2 separate regions of the Ovis aries genome follow, and region 1 is linked to region 2. Evidence: chromatin contacts called from public Hi-C data. All regions are on one chromosome and are shown on one strand. The core of a region is the stretch at or near the end of the contact, and the rest is flanking DNA. Distances in the headings are between cores, read along the strand shown.

Evidence for each region. Hi-C and Micro-C count contacts between places; a contact is called where the count stands out from the background.
Region 1: a contact with region 2 is called in a Hi-C map of mixed tissues, with 2.6 times the contacts expected there. The contact joins the promoter of DNAJC5G here to the enhancer-like site in region 2. A contact is called at or near these places in 3 of 16 Hi-C or Micro-C datasets (mixed tissues, omental adipose tissue and tail adipose tissue).

Annotation. Positions count from the first base shown.
Region 1 is chr3:34,352,900-34,355,599 of ARS-UI_Ramb_v3.0, reverse strand. DNAJC5G (DnaJ heat shock protein family (Hsp40) member C5 gamma) reads right to left here and starts at 1,406. Exons shown (of 6, transcript XM_027965777.3): 1 at 1,353-1,406.
Region 2 is chr3:34,254,571-34,257,270 of ARS-UI_Ramb_v3.0, reverse strand. All of the region lies in intron 2 of LOC121819017 (a long non-coding RNA gene), which reads left to right. Among named protein-coding and RNA genes, the nearest start is that of PRR30, 37 kb to the right of the region's middle. Within about 2 kb of position 1,355, at least 11 of the 54 cell types and tissues checked have an H3K27ac peak or open chromatin away from gene starts, as enhancers often do. A contact at or near this core is called in tail adipose tissue, where this site is marked.

The DNA.
Region 1 (2,700 bases), core at 157-2,656, 98 kb before region 2:
TTTCTTTTCCTGTCCACGGGAAACTCCTACACATGCTTTAAGACCTACATCAAATGTCAGTATTCCTAAGAAACTTTTCTTCATTCCTTCAATTGTTCCCACCTTCCTCTATAAAAGCATTTATCCTATCGTATTGTAATTTACCTTGCATCTTCCTTTAAAATGATGTCTTGAACATTTCCAAAAGTCATGCCTGTTCTTCAGAAACGTCCTTTAAATACTATTACATAAGGAGGATGTACCATAATATAATTACATAATCCAGATTGGATAATTGTTTCTAATCATGATATAATAGTATAATGACCTTATGAAAATTCTTATCTTTAATCTTTGAGAAAATCTTTTTTTTTTTTCTTTAGTGTAGATTTCTGAAAGTGGAATTATTGGGTCAAAGTGAATTTTTTTGAGGCTTTTGAGGCTTTTGATCCACTTTCTTTCTAGAAAGTTACCAAAAGTACCAATTTACCTCCTTAACTAATTTGCCTTGCAGGACATGAGGGCACCTATGGGTGCTTGGCCTCACTTCCTGTAATCTCCGACAGGCTTGCATGAAGTTTACTACTTCATGATGTTGGTTTTCGTAGCTAAGGAACGCCAGTGGTACCTGTAATGTGTAACTGAAAGAATTTTATTGTTTCAATACTATCTCTGCCACCTGTCTTTTGGCTGTTATTATCTTTTCCCTTTATTACTGTTATTTATGCGCACTTACCTCCTCTTCTACAGATATTAATCCAGTGGTCATTGTGCTGGTTGCACATGGATTCAGTTGCATGCCAAAGATGTGAGTCATCTGAGCAAACTAGAGAGTCCATGTTCAACATGCACAACGACCACTGGATTAATTTATTTCTGTAGATCAGTGTAGGGGTGGGGACGAAAACCTTTGGTATCACGCACCAGTTCATAGGTTCTGGGTTAGATGAGTTTAGAGGTTAGTCACCCAAAGTAAAGGAGCTAAAGTTGACAATTTTTTTTTACTAAAGTATATTGTTTCAATATATTGTTCTATTTTATTACTGTTGTAATTTTTTTTAATTTAAATTTTTTTAACACTAAAAACATTTTGTATTCGGGTATAGCTGACTAACAGTGTTGTGGTAGTTTCAGGAGAACAACAGAGGGACTCAGCCATATCTGTACATGTATCCATTCTCTCCCAAGTTGCCCTCCCATCCAGGCTGGCACATAACATTGATAAAGTTGGCAATTTTTTGATGGTTTGTTCTCTAACTAACCTCCAGCTTTTTGTCACCATCATGGGATGACAGAACTAGTGGAACAGCCCAAGTCGTTTCTTCACCAGCACTGGGAAGAGAGCAGAAGGCACTGAAGTTCACTGTACTTACCCGAACCCCTTCTCTCAGTCTACAGGCCCAGTGTGGTCCGGCCCCGCCTCTCCCTCCAGCTCCATGAGTACCGCTGTCTTGCTTGCTCAGGTCTCCGATGAGCCACTTTTCTGTCAGTTCTTTGAAGACACTGTGTTCCTTCCCCCTCCTCTGCGTGGAGGACTCCTCCCCAGGCTACATGCATGGCTGAGTTTAGAAGGCTGAGAGTCTCTAAATTGAGTTCCACTTCTCTCTCCCCGTCTCAGAACACCCTCACCATCATTTGTGAATATATATTTATCTGTACGTTAATTTAAGGTCTGCCTTCACCAGTAGACAGTGAAGTCCATGAGGGCAGGACCTTGTCCACTTGTTCACCATTGTGAACAACACCTGGAACCATGCCTGCTCAGAATAAGTGAATTAATGATTTGCTGAATGAGCAATAGCAGAGGGAGCCCTCTGCTGGTCCAATGGAGGTCCAGAGTTTGGGCCCTAGCAAGAATTCCCTGGAACAGAAACGCTTAGCTGGAGAATTGGACAGGACTGAGAGTCAGCCTTTCCTCATACAGCCTAAGACAAAAAGACAGACACACGAGGGATAAAGAGACAGAAGCATTAGGAGAGAGAGTAATGGCAATTCTGGGCTCCTTGTTTCTCGTTTGTCTTAGTTTTCCTCCATTTCTTAACATAGTTTCTGGAATATTGTAGATGCTCAGTAAATGTTGGTTAAATTGAATGAACAAACACACTAGTGTACCTTTTCAAAACACTTTTACCTTATTGTCTCCTTTGATCCTCATAGCCCTGGGAGGTGGTGTGATCACGTCCCTGCTTTATAGAAGTGAGCCTGAGAAAGAAGACAAATTGTGTTTGGAGAAGGGTTAGTAAACATCTTTCACATCTTGTCAGAGGCTCCAGAATGTTATTACTTCTTATCACTGCCCTCTGACATTCTAATTAATTCTAATCATAGTTTGTGGCTCTTGAAATAGCCATTATCTTTAAGCCCTCTGCTCTCAAGGAGATGACACGGCAGCCAGCAGGCTGCAGAGATGGGAACAGAGCAGTCAAGCTGGTCTGGCACTCTCTGGCCTGGGGCCCTCCCCTAGAAACAGAGCCCTTTTGACTCTCTTTCCTATGCACGGGGTCTCTTCTAACACCCAGCGCAGAACTAGGAAGAACACTCAAGCCAGGAGTCTGAAGCCCTATGTCTTTGTTTTGGCTCTGGCTCTAAAAGCTGTGTGATCTTGGACAAGTCACTTAATCTCTGAGTCTCTTCCCTCTTCTGTGAAGTCCTGGGCTGTTTCACAGGGTTGAGATCAAGACTAAGTTAAATTTGGTTGCAAAAGTAATGGAAACAATTTAA
Region 2 (2,700 bases), core at 106-2,605:
TCCTTTTCCTAAACTACATTTATGTTGTAGACTTGCTTAAAGGAGGGGTTGGGTAAACATGAAAGATTGAATATGTTTTATCTGTTTCTTCCTAAATCTCCACTGTAATAACAGTTAAAAAAAAAAAAAAAAGACCAGAGATCCGTAAGGTTAGAGAGAAAGGAGAAATGACAACAGGAGTTAAGAGGTGTCAACATAATATTGCAAAATGAAAGCCAATGGATGATTGATAACTGATGTAGCAAGGTGGAGAGACTTAAATGGAAGAAGCTGGTGAAAGGAGGGCTGCAGGCACTGGCGGGTAGTGGAGGGCAGCAATAAAGAGCAATCAGCTGGCTCAGCAGAACACAGGAAAGGACCAGGAATCAACGTGCAACCAATAGAGTGGTTCCTCATCTCTCTATTTTTGCCTTTTTCAGTTTTTAAAAAAAATATTTATTTATTTTTATTTGGTTCCACTAGTCTTAGTTGGGACACAGGAAATCTTCCATCGTCGTTGTGGCATGCAGGACTTTTTTTGTTGTTGTGGCATGTAACTCTTAGTTGCGGCATGTGGGATCTAGTTCCCTGACCAAGGATCAAACCTACCCCCCTGCATTAGGAGTGCAGAGTCTTAGCCCCTGGACCACCAGGGAATTCCTCCAGGGTTTTACTTAAAAGGAATTAGGTACTGTTTTGAACCTCGTTTCTTTCGTTTCACACAATACCTTTCAAAGTCATCTGTGTTGTTGTATCAATACTTCTTTCCTTTTAATTGTTAACTTGCCATCTGTTTGATAAATGTGCCACAGTGTGTTGAGTTGGTCCCAGGTTCTGCTGTAAACAATGGTGTAGAGGTTTTTCAGTTTTTTTGTCAACAGAGGTTTTCATTTCACTTGGGTAAACACCTAGAAGTGAGGTTCTGGGTCCTAGTAAATCCTCTGAATAATGCTGATTATTCTGTTGTTGTTTTAACAAGCAACCGATCCAATGAGATTCAGACCACAAGTTCTGGCTCACCTCCTACAGAAAGTAATTCCCACGTTAGTTCAGCTTTGAAAGACTTTGCTATACTGTGTGGATCTGTCTGTTCATGTCCTACTCTGGGGTTGGTCTGGGACTTAGATGTGTATCTATGTATATAGGTTATAGTTGCATTCTTAATGCTTTGCCTGCTTCTCTGTGTGTGTCTTGCTTATGAACAGCTTGGGGGTGAGCCTGAGTCTTGTGTCAGCTCATAGGAAAAATCAGAGCTGCTTCTCCAACTCTCTCACGTGAGGGATTTCCACGTTACAAATTGATGGATCGTGTGACTTCTCTTACCCGTCATAGCTCATTGTGAACGGTGAGAAGGATGCCAAATTCTGTTGCTATAAATGTCTAGTGACAGCATTTCATTTTAATCTCCACCCCGTGCCCTGCCTCTTGGGTCATCCACAACCACTGTGTTCACACATTTCTCATGAAACAAACTCACTGTCCTTCTGTGTTGCCAGGAAGATTCCCACCAACAGAATGTTTGGGAAATGTGTTGTAACATCCTGTACAGGGGCTGCCAAATAGCCATTGCACCATATTATTTTTTTTTCTGGCACTTTAGAGACTCTTTAATCACCCTATTGATGTAAAAAAAAATCTGCCAATCAGTTTTTTTCTCTAAAATAATAGGTTATAACAGGATTGTTGTATCGTTGCTAAGTTGTGGCTGGCTCTTTGCAACCCCATGGACTATAGCCCTCCAAGCTCTACTGTCCATGGGATTTCCCAGGCAAGAATACTGAAAGTGAAAGTGAAGCCTCTCAGTCGTGTCCGACTCATTGCGACCCCATGAAGTGTAGCCTACCAGGCTTCTCTGTCCATGGGATTTTCCAGGCAAGAGTACCAGAACGGGTTGCCATTTCCTTCTCCAAGAATACTGAAGTGGGTTGCTATTTCCTTCTCCAGGTGATCTTCCAAACCAGGGATCAAACCCACATCTCCTGCATTGGCAGGTGGGATCTTTACCACTGAGCCACCAGGGAAGCCCCATGACAGGATACAGACACACAAACTATTTTTGCAATTGGCCATATAGAACTCAGTAGCCATAAGGGTGCATTTGAAAACTTAAAAAAAGTGGTATTCTGTCTTTATCATAAATAATAATTGGCCTGTTATCATATTTGATGTTGCTCTATTGTATGACTATCTGCTTGATTCAGCTTCCCAAACTGAGCAGTACTTAAGCACAGAGTCTTTCAAGCTGACAAAATTTACCTTTGGTATCACATCCAACATTCAAATAAGAATTCTTATATCTTGATCACATTCTTACCACCTTTCATTTCATACTTCTGTGACTAGGGGGAAACAGAAACAAATATGAAAGTGTTCCCCTGTTGAGAGTTTGTTCATGAGTCCCCTTCAAACAAATATTCAATGTATCACAAGAAAATAAAAGTACAGATCAGTCCTAAGGACAGTCATTTTCTCACAAAACAAGATTTCTAGTAGCTAGGTGGTCTAAGATCAGCTCAGAGTCTGAATGAGGTCATTACAGATCCCCAAAGACCAACTAGTCCATCTTTGTGCTTTGCCAGCCTCAGCATATTGGTGATGCTTCCACTTGGGGTTTCAAGATGGCTGCAGAAATTTGCAGACAATGCATGAAGACATGATTTCATGCAGCAAAGAGGAAAAGGTTCTTCCCATGCATCTCATTACACTACAACAGGAAAAAAC